Linked DNA regions of Sus scrofa: regions 2 and 3 are each linked to region 1. Evidence: chromatin contacts called from public Hi-C and HiChIP or PLAC-seq data. All regions are on one chromosome and are shown on one strand. Each heading gives the region's core, a stretch centred on a gene start, on an enhancer-like site or on the middle of the called end of the contact. The rest is flanking DNA. Distances are from core to core; before and after follow the strand shown. Region 1 has its middle 71 kb from the start of FASLG. Region 2 has its middle 130 kb from the start of PRDX6. Region 3 has its middle 74 kb from the start of PRDX6.

What was found. A called contact is a pair of places that touch in the nucleus more often than the background predicts. HiChIP or PLAC-seq counts read pairs in DNA pulled down with a chosen protein or histone mark.
Region 2: a contact with region 1 is called in an H3K27ac HiChIP or PLAC-seq map of alveolar macrophages. The contact joins two enhancer-like sites. A contact is called at or near these places in 2 of 47 Hi-C or Micro-C datasets (fibroblasts and mesenchymal stem cells) and 1 of 2 datasets of contacts at active chromatin or transcription factors (alveolar macrophages).
Region 3: a contact with region 1 is called in a Hi-C map of alveolar macrophages, with 3 times the contacts expected there. The contact joins two enhancer-like sites. A contact is called at or near these places in 10 of 47 Hi-C or Micro-C datasets (alveolar macrophages, embryonic fibroblasts, epiblast stem cells and 6 more) and 1 of 2 datasets of contacts at active chromatin or transcription factors (alveolar macrophages).

Annotation. Positions count from the first base shown.
Region 1 is chr9:115,137,387-115,141,559 of Sscrofa11.1, forward strand. No RefSeq gene overlaps it. Among named protein-coding and RNA genes, the nearest start is that of FASLG, 71 kb to the left of the region's middle. Within about 2 kb of position 1,300, at least 19 of the 83 cell types and tissues checked have an H3K27ac peak or open chromatin away from gene starts, as enhancers often do. A contact at or near this core is called in alveolar macrophages and liver, where this site is marked.
Region 2 is chr9:115,722,268-115,726,523 of Sscrofa11.1, forward strand. It overlaps a transcript of TNFSF4 not described here. Among named protein-coding and RNA genes, the nearest start is that of PRDX6, 130 kb to the right of the region's middle. Within about 2 kb of position 2,259, at least 4 of the 83 cell types and tissues checked have an H3K27ac peak or open chromatin away from gene starts, as enhancers often do. A contact at or near this core is called in alveolar macrophages, where this site is marked.
Region 3 is chr9:115,781,345-115,785,850 of Sscrofa11.1, forward strand. It overlaps a transcript of TNFSF4 not described here. Among named protein-coding and RNA genes, the nearest start is that of PRDX6, 74 kb to the right of the region's middle. Within about 2 kb of position 2,722, at least 3 of the 83 cell types and tissues checked have an H3K27ac peak or open chromatin away from gene starts, as enhancers often do. A contact at or near this core is called in alveolar macrophages and liver, where this site is marked.

The DNA.
Region 1 (4,173 bases), core at 50-2,549:
AGTGTTGTCTTTTCTCCACACCCACTGCAGTATTTATTATTCGTAAATTTTTATGATGGACATCCTGAGTGGTGTGAAGTGATAGCACTTTGCAGTTTTGATGTGCATTTCTATAAAAATTAATGATGTTAAGCATTTTTTTGTGTGCTTTTTAGCCATCTATCTTCTTTGGAGAAAGGTCTGTTTAGATCTTCTGACCACTTTTTAATTTTTTTTTTTCTGGTATAAAGATGTATAAGCTGTTTGTATGTTTTGGAGATTAATATCTTGTTGGTTGCTTTGTTTGCAAAGATTTTCTCCCATTCTGTGGAGTGTCTTTTCTTTTTTTGTCTTTTTTTTAAATGGTTTCCTTTGCTAGCGTGGCTTTGGAATTTCAGTTCCTACAAGATGGCAATGGCTTTAGGCATAATTCTACATTATGGTCACTAGATGGCAGTAGAAACCAGTGCCTCCATGATCTTTAAAAACTATTCACCAATTACTGACTATCTACTCTGCATGAGGTACTTTGTTAGGAACTGAGAGGAGTGGGTGTGGAGAAGGGGTGGGCACAAAGATAAATAAGAGGCAATTTCTGGCTTTCAAGAATTCAGGAGTTAACAGAAAGAAAGATTAACCAAATCAAATTGTGGTAATCCTACAGTAGATGTTTAAACCAATATTATAGTAAAACAGGAGGCAGGGATTAATTCTGACTACAAAAATGGAAGAAGGCTTCACAGAACAAATTTGATATGGACCTTGAAGGATGGGCATAGGTTGGACATAGGGAGTGGGAAGAAGCAAGTAGAGGGGGGAAAGCATTCCAAACAGAGGGTACAAATCTGGGAAGAATATTTAGAGAATAGTAAATATTGAGGTGTGGCAACAAATTAAGATATGTGAAGGAAATAACGGCAATTTTTGGGGGAAGCAAAGTTGGCATCTCGTCATGGGAGTGCTTAACATGGGTGCAGGGCGCTGCCTCTGATACCTGTGATCACTTCCCTGTCTACGGGCTGCATGCTGGGTGAGCAGGCAGTTTTTGGATAAAATACTCTGTCCTTTGTGGCAGAACAGCTTGTCTCAGTGTCCTGGGAAGCCACTGCTGGATCAGAAGCTGAGGACACAAATACTCCCAGGGAGGAGGCTAAGTGGGTGCCTTGCCTGGGTGGGCACCAGGCCAGACTCAGCCTCTCTGAAGAGCCTAGGTGACCTCAGCTTGTTTCCATGTGGGGATGTGGGCAAGGTATTACAAGTCTTCTAATTTTTCAAGAGAAGTCGGAAATACTAATTTATGTGACATTTCCTGCTTTTTAAATGCTGGCACTGACTCATGGTTTAGAAAGCACCAAGTGAGCCAAGCAAAACATAGCTGTGGGCTGGAGCAATCATTCTGTGACCTCTGTTCCAGAGAGTCATCTGCGGGTTCCTTTCCTGGTCTTTGTCATGGCTGAGATCCAGACCCCAATGTCCATGGAGGGAGTTCCTCCTTTCCTAATTTCCCCTTTCGTGTGTAGAAAGCTTTCCTAGCAGTGTCGCTCAGATCCACTCTCCCCAGACCTTCCTGCCAGTTCTGTACCAACCCCTGTCCCCACCCACTCCATCCTGGCATCCTTCTTATGTCTCAAATACATCAGTGCCAGCTTTAACAAGGACCTGATGGTTTATTTGTACTCAGAAACTGTCATTCACAAGTTACTCTGGTCTTCAGAAGTAATTTTCCTTTAAAATCTCGTGCTTCTGTAAGCTTTTAGGTTACACTTAAAATAGTATAGTCTACTTGCATATCTACCTATGGGTTTTAAGCCCTTAGTATTTCCTATTAATGAGAACTAGGGGAGAACTGGGATTTTGTTTTTCTCTTGCTGATGTCCTATTACAGTTGTCAGGATCAAAGGCAAAGGGTGATCAGTATTCCATGTTTCTTGAGTCCATGGAAGCTGGGAATTTGATTCAAGGGCACAAGAGTACCTGAGAAATTGATGATGGAGAGGCATGGAGTGCAGGCTAAGGAAGGAGGGAGGAAGTTTCTTTCCTTCCCTTTCTCTCTTTTCTGGAGATCAGAGCTCCAGGTGGCACAGCAGAAAAGAATAGATTCTAAAGCCAGACTCTCAGAAGTTCCATCTCAGTTCTTCCCCTGATAAGAAAGGTGACTTGGGGCACATTCCTTAGACTCTGTCTCCTCACCTGTGAAGTGGTGATATTAATACTATCTCCTAGAGCTGTTTTGAAGAATAAATAAAATGGCCCAATGTACGCAGAAGGTAAATAAATGGGTATTTTTTTCTTGTACTTTTTTTTTTTTTTTTTAATAGCCATACCTGCGGCATGTGGAAGTTTCCAGGCTAGGGATTGTCAGAGCTGAAGCTGAGGCCTGTTCTACAGCCACAGCCATAGCAACAGCAATCTATGCCCCAGCTTGTGGCAATACTGGATCTTTAATCCACTCAATGAGGCCAGGGATCAAATCTGTGTCCTCATGGACTCTACCCATGAGCCACAATAGGAACCCCTTGTGTGTGTGTTTTTAATATGAATGTTGCCATAGCATTTATTTTCAAAGACCAATTACAGACCTTCAGATCCTTTTTAACTCCCCTTTCTTTTCCTATCTCATTGTGAACTTTTTTGCAGAGAACTGGATTCTGTCCAGTGGTTTCCTGCTTATATTACTAGGGCTTAGAAGAGGGAGGGAGGGGCTGAAGGCTTGTCCTGGAAATCCTAGGGAATGAGTCTCCTCAGGAAGTTTGGATGCCAGTGGATGTTTTGGACTGACCCCAGTGAGGTCTGCTTCCCACATGTGTCCCAGTGAAAATGTATGGAGGTCGAAAGTCAGTGGAAACTCCAGTGTCCTGTTCACTTATGGATTTCCACCAGGTGGCAGCAGAGTATTATGATGAGAAGTCACAAAGATTTAGTGTCTTACTCAGCCCGCAGAGCAGAGGAAAGGCAAGAGAGGGTGATTTGTTCAGCAAAGTTGTTATCATTCTGAAAGCAACTCATTAGAGTTGGCAAGTCCAGCTCTAGTAAAGAGTTCAAAAATACCTTCTCCACATAAAAACTAGCAGAGACCATTTAGCAGGATGAGAGGAGATTTTGTGTGCCAAGGAGAAGACACCTGGTGAAAGCAATCCAGGAAGGAGGGAACATGAAGATGCCTCACTGAGTTGGTTACAGGAAGTTCAGGTGTGGGTGTGAAGTGAGGGGCCACCTCTGTATGTTGGCAGAGGAAACAGTTCCCATCTGGTTTACCTGGTGAAGTCATGAAGGTGTGGTCTTCCACAGTTTAACCCAGTCTCACTATTATGGCTTATCTGAGTCAAATTTTGTCTCTAAAAGGTCACTATTACAATATAAGTACAAGACATCCCTATAACCCCTTTGGGTCAAAAATTTACATATTTTTTTGTTCCTTATTTTAGGGCTGCACCTGTGGCATATGGAAGTTCCTGGCTAGGGGTCGAATGGGAGCTGCAGCTGCTGGCCTATGCTACAGTCATAGCAATGCTGATCTGAGCCGCATCTGTGACCTACACCACAGCTCACGGCAACACCAGATCCTTAACCCACTGAGCAAGGCCAGGGATGGAACCCGCAGCCTCATGGATACCAGTTGGGCTTGTAACCGCTGAGCCACAATGGGAACTTCTAAAAATTTACCTCTTATTAACTGACATTAATTCTTCTGATTAGCTTATGCCACTTCAAAAGAGTGAATTGTCCCAGCATAAGAATGGGGAATAGAAGGTTTTTAAGCAACAGTTGGAGGGGAGGGTTAGAGTCTATACCACAGAATGAGACTTTAGGGCAAATTCTCACTCTTAATTTGGACTGACAGCCAGGAGCTGCCCTGGCTCTGTCAGCTGGGCCTTGGTGTTGCTGGAGCTGGCCCTGTGCTCTTGGTTTGGTCTTCGTGTTCTCTGATGGAACAGAAACAATTTCACAGAACTCTGACATTTGACAAGGTCAGTCTGCAACCACAACAGAGCAAGGCAAAAAAAATTACTTTGTAATCATGTCTGAACACAGATAAAAGTGAGAGCATTATCTAAAAATGACCAAATATGCCACTATTCTGATTAATACGAGTGATGGCTATTTCTTTGCCAGTTAAAGCTTTGGGCCATGTTTTATTTCTTGTACTTTTTTCTAGGTAAGAATTACTAGGATACCTGATCATTGAATCCTGAC
Region 2 (4,256 bases), core at 1,009-3,508, 590 kb after region 1:
ATTCAATCGAAGACATGAATACAACAAAAAGGCTGATCCTCCCTAGAATAAGAGGGAATTCTCTCTGCCTCTCTGCCTTTGAGTTGAGATAATAGGTTTTCCTCCCTTCACATTTAAACTGAAACACCCACTCTTCCTAGTTCTGAGCCTGCTGGCTTTTGGACTGGAACTATGCCATTGGTTCTTCCCACTCCCTAGTTTGCCAACCACAGATCTTGGACTTCTCGGTCTCCATAATAATATGAGCTAATTGTTACTGCTATATGTAGCATATTGGTTCTGCTTCTCTGGAGTACCCTGCCTAACACAGCAGGGAAGGAGAAAGGGCGGAGCAGAAACAAAATGCAGCTAGAGCTAAGCTGCACTAAGAGTGGCCTTTTTGAAACTGTGAGATTGACCCTTTTGAAGAAGGTTAGACAATTTAATGGGGGAGGACATTTGTTTTCAGAGACCTATAACCCTCAGCAGATCCCCAGAGCAGGTAAGTTCTCAAGGGTAAAATGGGGTGAGGTAAGGGCAGAGTTCAGGAAATCTAGAGTCTTCAGAAAACACTTAAAGAAGCAGACACAGGAAGGAAGCTTTCACTTCTCTGGAGGTCTCTCTCCCCAGCCTGGCCTGAGAGTGGCAAAGAGGGATGTGGAGTAGGGAGTGGAGGAAGAGATGCAATAGAGAGATAGACCTTCTTTCTCTACTCTCTTCCTTTTTCTCCATTCTCAAGCTTTGCTAGCAGAGAGATACCAGGTCTGTTAGTGCTGCATAGCCTGGAAGACAGAGGTAAGATCCTTCCTTCTTAGCCTTATGGGGAATATAGGGCCCACAGCACTGGGGAAGGCCAACTGTGGTGCAAATGCACTATGAAAGAGGATACAAGGAGGCTCAGAGCAATAAGTAGAATCCAGAAACTTAAAACCAAGCGGTAGAGCTTTGTATCTGTTCATTAGCAGACATTTAACAAGTGTATATAGTACAGACTCCTATGACTAAAGTCTTGTCACCCAGTAGCTTGGCTGCTATAATCCTCTGCCCAAGTGGGATGAGCTGAAAGCTTTGAATGTGGAGTCAGGAGACTGAGGATAAATAGCAACTTGGCTGCTTATGAGCATGTACCCCTGAACAACTTACTCTGCTCTTCTAGGCCTCAGTTTTGTCATTTGCAGAGTTGAGGCATTACAGGACTTCTATAGAACTATTATCAGACGTACATGATATGTGTTACTGTTATGTGACAAGTACTAGACAAATCCCAGGTATATACTTGGTACCCTGCAAGTGTTACTTTTCCCTCCTTTTGGTATGGGCTCCAGTTTGTTCCTTATGGCAGAAAATGTTTTCATAGTCCCCTGTGGAAGTCCCTAACCATTCCCTGCCCCCAAATTCCCATCCTACACCCTAGCACCTGGATCTTGTCCATGTCTCCTCACCTCTCCTGGAAGTCTCAGTGGCTCTAGGCTTACCCCTGAAATTCCTGCTCCTTCCCCGCCTGATTCCTCTATACCTATTCTGCTTCTCTACAGTATGATCATAGCACACTTGGGGACACTCTGCTAACCCAAGTTTCTGTTCTGAAAAATAACTCTCATTGTTGATCTTACAGGGAATTGAATTAAGGTATGAACCAGGACATTTGGTCTCCAACGGCCTCTCTTACTTCCATAGGGAAGGGCCTGTCTGATGTTCTGAGTGTGGATGTTCCTCTCAAAAGCTTTGTGTGATAACAGGCACAGCTCCCACAAGAAACACTTGGAAAGTCACAGTCCCAGTGAAAATCTCTCTAGGACTGCCTGACTTCTGGAAGGCAGGGTGCCTATGCCCCTTCTTATGTATTTGCTGGATGTCTGATCATTTCATATGTGCTATTGATTACCTGGTCTTATGGGTTCTTCCACCTTTAGCAGCACCTATAATTTGAGAGCAACAGGGATCTCCAAGGTAAATTACACCATGTTATTGCTTCCAGTTGTTTTGTTGTCTTATTAGGAAGAGGAGTGAATCCAATTCATTCTTCTTCCTAACAAAACCACAGCACAAATGACACATTATGCAACATCTATATCAAACATCTTACATGCTATATATCTCCCAAACACTTCATTCTGCACAACTACTCTGTTTTCTCTTGTTAGCCTCCTTCCCAATCTCATCAGTGGCAGTTAAATTTCATCATCTCTATCCTACTTCCTCCCTCTTTCAACTGATGATCTTGTCTCCTACACACCAAGGCAAAAGAATCCAGTAACCTAAAACTCCAACTTCTCTTTTTTTCCACCTCTAATTTCTATAATGTGACCATGAACAGTAACCAGGAAATTCATACCACCACAGGAGAATAATCACATGTCTTGGTCAAAGGGAAGAGCCCGCTCAGAAGTCTAGTAGGGATTCTGTGGTGGTGGTTAAGGTTCAAAATAAAGTATCTGGGGGAGAGAGGGAAAGTTAGTCATCATCACCAAGCGAAATGGAATGTTTTCTTCCTTTTAGCAAAATCAGCCCTCAGCAAGAGTCTAAGGGAGGCGGTGCCACACTGCTGTATCCACAATGCTGGAGCAGTGCAATCTGGGATCTCAGAAGGAATCAGTCCAAATTAGAGTTTTAGCACTTCCTTAAAATTTCTTACAGCTTTGCCTTTGCATTTCCTGTTTTCCAGCCTTTCATTCATTCATTTGACCACTACTTATTGAGACTTTCCATGTGACTTTTAAGAGAATCAAAAAAAAAAAAAAAAAAAATCTCTGTTTCCAGGGAGCTTATAGTCTTCAGGGAGTAAATGAAATAAATTAATAAATGAAGGTTATGATAACAGGTGATCTCTGCTAGGCAATAAAAGGGGAATGGGGAATTCTGGATGGGTGGAGGGGAAGTGACAGAATTAGAACGAGGGGAGTCAAGCAAGGCCTGTCTGATCATGTGAGTAAGTGCTGAAGAAATGAGGGTGTCATGAGCAGAGGGAAAAGCGAGTGCAAAGGCCATAAGGGAGGAAGCAGCCTGATGCCTTCAAGGAACAACAAGGAGCCCAGTGCGGCTGAAGTGGAGTGACTAAGGAGATAAACAGGAAGGGAAGAGGCTAGAGGGCTCACAGACGCCACTCACGGTAGTTTTCTCAGCTGCTGTGATTAGTTTGGCTCTTATTAGGGGTGGGGAGGGAAGTCACTGAATAATTCTGCTAAGAGATACGGCAGGTTCATCTGTGGGAACACGCAGTATGCCACATATCAAGAACTACTATGGAAACAATAGAAACAAAGGAAAAGAAATGGTGATGCACAAGACGAAAAAGAGAGGGTGCCCGAGTGAATAAAATTTGAAATAAAAGAGGAGAAGTTACAACCAACATCAGAGAGACACAAATGATTATACAGGAGTACAAAGAACAGTTATACACCAACAAATTGCACCACCTAGAGGAAATGGATAAATTCCTAGAAATAGAGCATCTTCCAAGACAATCAGGAAGAAATAGAAAATCTGAACAGACTGATTGCTTGGAATGAAATTGAATCGGTAATTTAAAAAAACCCACAAAACCTCCCAACAAACCAAAGTCCAGGACCAGGCAGCTTCACAGGGGAATTCTACCAATATTTAGAGAAGAACTAATATGGAGGAAATGCCTCCCAATTGATTATATGAGGCCAGCATTACCCTGATACCAAAACTGAAGACACACACATGCAAAATTATAGCCAGATATTCCTAATGAACCTGGTTGCAAATGTCCTTAACAAAATGTTAGCAATCAAATTTAACAATGCATTCAAAGAATCATGTGTCATGATCAAGTGGAAATTTTCTCAGGGATACAAGGATGGCTCAATATTTACAAATCAATACCATGTAATATTAATAAAAAATCACATGATCTCAATAGATACAGAAAAAGCACTTGACAAAATTCAACCTCCCTTCCTAATAAGTACTCTCCAGGAAGTGAGTATAGGTAACATACCTCAACATAATAAAGGCCACTTATGACAAATTCACAGCTTCTCAATGGTAAAAAACTGAAAGCATTGCCTCTATGATCAGGAACAAGACAAGAATGCCCACTCTCACCACTTTTATTCAGCATGGTTTAAAGCCCTTGTCACAGCAATCAGACAAGAAAAAGAGATAAAAGTCATACAAATTTAGAAAGAAAAAAGTAAAATATAACTATTTACAAATGACATACTGTATATAGGACACCCTAAAGATTCCACACCCAAAAAGAAAATTATTAGAAATAATACATATATTCAGTAAAGTTGCAGGATACAAAA
Region 3 (4,506 bases), core at 1,472-3,971, 650 kb after region 1:
AACACAGTAAAATATTGGAGGGGAGGAGGTGACAGGGTATTTATGCCAGCTACTTCCTCTACAGTGGATCAGGGGAAAAAAGGTTACTACACTATTCTTAAGTTTGAAATTATTTCAAAATAAGAAAAATTAAATTAAAAATCTTTCAACATTTATAGGTAAAGCCAAGGACGACAGAATTTGTAACTGAACTGTGTATTCCCTGAAAGACATTTGCTTTTACTGATTTACAGTATTTTTAACTCAATTTTTTTTTCAGGGCCACACCCAGAGCATATGGAAGTTCCCAGGCTAGGGATCGAATTGGAGCTACAGCTGCCGGCCTACACCACAGCCACAGCAACACAGTATCTGAGCAGCATCTGCGACCTACACCACAGCTCTCTGCACCTCCAGATCCCTAACCTACTGAGCGAGGCCAAGGATCAAATTGGAATCCTCATGGATACTAGCAGGGTTCATTACCACTGAGCCATGACAGGAACACCAAGTATTTTTTTTCTGATATAAAAATATGGCTCCCATGTGCAAAATTAATCTACAGTATCAGAAGTGAGGATTTGATTACCCTGATGGGAGGATAATGGGGAAATAGTGACTAGAAGAGAGTGGTGAGGAGTTTCTGCAGTTCTGGTATTGTTTCCTGATCTGGGCTCCGGCTAGACGTCCTTTATGTACTCCCTCATGCTGTACACTTAAGATTTGTGCTCTTTTCTATATGCGTGTTATACTTCAATAAAATGTGAATTGAAATGAAAAAAAGACATAGTCCCTAATATTTAAAAATCCACAATCCACTATAAACATGAGATGATGACAACATTGTCAGAACTGCATATATAACACTCACAAATTAATAGTGAACCATAAAACTAACCCAAAAAACTCCAAATTTGTAGTTAAACAGGCATTCAAGGGAGAAGGTCACTTGAGCCCAGAATAGTCAAAAAATACATTCACTGATTCTGCAGGTCATCTTCTCATGCAAAAAATGGTAGATAGATATCAAGATCCAATTTTACAAAGTTCCTGCTGTTGCACAACGGGATTGGCAGGGACTCCGGAGTGCCAGGATGCAGGTTTGATCCCTGGCCCAGCACAGTGGGTTAAGGATCTGGCATTGCTGCAGCTGCAGCATAGGTTGCAACTGTGACTCAGATCTGATTCCTGGCCTATGAACTCCATATGCAGTGGGGTTGCCAAAAAAGAAAGGGGAAAAAAGATCCAATTTTGCGGCCCCACTGTTACTGCTGTCCTCCAGTAATGTGAGGCAACATTCAAAGATTTTTATTATAAAGGGGCTTAGCCAATATGCTTTAACAGTTATGAGCATGTCTAAGTGAGCCCTCATGGTGCTGGTGTCTAAACAATAATGACAGCAGAATTCCAAAGGATGGGGGTAAAAATTCGGAGCCCTTCTACTCCTGTATGATGGATGTAGCAGGGATGAACTTCCTATGCAAATACCATTCTAAGCGTAACAGCCCTTTCCTCCTCACCAAGGAGGAGTAATTTCCACCTAGAAATTCAAACTCCCAAGCACATGGACCCTTGCTGCATAGACCAGGCTCTTTACTCCACACAACAGTTCTGCCTCCTCTTAGCACTCCTCAGACTTTAACCTGGGGACCTTGCTAAAATGCAGCTTCAGACTGTGAGAGGGGGTGATTCAACTTTCTAACATGGTTGTGCCAGAACTGCTGGCCAGCGGCTTCACCTGGTCAGCCAGGTGTTGGAGACCAGCCCTCATTTATTCATCCACTTGCTTCCCCTTGGTGGAAAAGGGTTCAGCCTCATAGCATCACCAGCTCACCATGTCTCTGGCCTCCAGTTCATCCATCAATACCAAGGCATCCAAATGTCCATCCGCTCCCATCTACTGCCAATGGGGAAGACCCTGGTGCTCTTCGGAACTGAGCATCGGCCTAAGACTTGCTTGAAGTGGAACCCTGCTTCAAATCCCAGATTCCTGGAGCTGAGGGATGAAGCCCAGTGTCCTGGAATAAAACCCAAAGGGTAACAGCTGCATTAGTGAGACATTTAACCCAGTCTGGAATAGTCCTTGAGATTTTTTTTTTTCCCCCTTCATGAAGGTCTCTAATGCTTCTTTCTTGACAGGAAGAACTTTGGGGAAGTCCCCCTGATTTCCCCCTGCTGACACTGGTCTGCTTTAGTCCCTTGACCTGTGTGGGCTTTCTGAAGTCTCCGCCACTGCAGACCAGAGAGGATCTCACTTTCTATTTGCCCAGGGTGAAAGGAAGAGAGGAAAACCTCCACCCACTTGAGATAGGCTTAGTCTACCTTAAGCCTGAGTCAAAGGGGATGTCATTCATGATCATCACTTCTCAGCTTTCTTTGCCAGACTAGTGTTAGGAGGAGGGGCTAGGGGAGAGTTTAACCCAGGAGACCTGGATTTCAGCTGTGGCCCTGCTTTAGCAGTGGTTCTGCCCTAGCTATGACGACAAATTACTTATCGTGTCCTCACCTGGGTTCTCTAATCTGTACTATGAGAGTTTTTAAGTAATTTCTATTCCTCTAGAATATAAGCTCCACGAGAGTGTCACACTGCAGAATAAACATTCAGTCAATACTTTATCAAAGAATAAACTAAATGAACCTGTTCAGAGATCAACTTCCCTGCCACATCCTCTCAGCCTGTTTCTTGATCTCAGCCACAACCAGTGGACAGTTTTGGCCTAGTTCTGACAGTGCTCCACCTCAAGACCAGCCCTGCAAGTCTTTTTGCTTTCCGCTTTCATGTCTGACTCAGCCTCACCTCCTCATGACCTCAAATTCATCAAAAAAGAAGGAACTATTTACCTCAACCTCCCTCAAAAGTTGCTAAATGGTCCATGACCTCAGAGTGAGCCAACAGAGCACGTTAATAAACATTAACCATAGAAAAGATTAACAAATTGAACTTGTGTTTGTTAACTGATGATAAAAAGACATCATCAAGGGAGTAAAAATGTTAGCCACGGGTTAGGCGAGTGCATTTGCAGTATATGCATAAAGTAAATATTTGTATCTGGACTCATATCAAGAATACATAAAGAACTACAAGAAATCAGTAATAAAAAAAGACCAACAACTATTCAATGCTTTTTTAGAAATGGGCAAAAGCTTAAACAGCCATTTGACAAAACAGGATATCCGAAGGCCAATGAGTATATCAAAGTGTTCAGCACCCGTTAGTCATCATGAAAATACAAATTAAAACTACAATATGATACAATGATACCCATTCAAAATGGCTATAATTTATAAGGCTGACAGTGAGTATAGGCAAGCATATAGAGCAACTGTAAGTCTCATATACTACTGGTAGATGTATGAATTGGTACAATCACTTGGGAAAACTATTTGGTCATACCTACTAAAGATATGCATTTTTTCTCTCTGACCTGGAAATTCTACTCGGATACATACCCAAAGAAATGAGTGTTTATATTCACCAAGATACACACAATAAAGTACGTAGCAACTAGTCACAAACCAGAAACAACCCAAAAGTCCATATGGTAGAATGGATAAAAAATTGTGGTATGGAGTTCCCATTATGGCACAGTGGTTAACGAATCCGACTAGGAACCATGAGGTTGCAGGTTCGGTCCCTGCCCTTGCTCAGTGGGTTAATGATCCGGCGTTGCCGTGAGCTGTGGTGTAGGTTGCAGACGCGGCTCGGATCCCGCGTTGCTGTGGCTCTGGCATAGGCAGGTGGCTACAGCTCCGATTGGACCCCTAGCCTGGGAACCTCCATATGCCGCGGGAGCGGCCCAAGAAATAGCACAAAAAAAAAAAGAACAAAAAAAAAATTAAATTAAAAAAAATTGTGGTATGATTCATCTAATAGAATACCATAAAGATATAGAAAGAAATGAACAAATACTATAAAAAAAATGAATGAATCTCACAGATGTAATCTCAATCAAAGACAAATACCAAAGATTATATACTGTATGATGCCATGTAAATGGAGTTCAAAAAAGGTAAGATTTCTATTTATGGTAACAGAAGTCAGAGTAGGGTTACCTTTGGATGGTGTGTTGACAGGGAGCCTTCTGGGCTGCTAGAAATATTTGACAGCTTTATCTTGGTCATGGTTCCATAGACGTATAAATATATAAAATCCATTGAGCTGTACACTTAAGATCTATACACTTTACAAGATGTAAGTTATAATTCAATTTTTATAGAACTGCCAGGCTGTCTTAGACCACATGCTCACCCCTGGATCAATCACTGTGGCCAGAAGTACAATAACTGGCTTGGGCCTGGGTCCTATGGCTCATTCCTAGGGCTGGGGATGGAGCCCACCCAGACCAAGAATGGATAGAGAAGGAAATCTGGTGGCGTTTCTAGAAGATAGGAATATAGATATTCTCAGAGAGACAGGCAACTAATTTCCAATAGTCAGGATGGAGGTGAGCAAGGGGACTGGGGAAACGCTGTCTTCAAGAGGAGAGAGAGAAAGAGTACAGACTGGTACACTCCGAGGAACCTAGC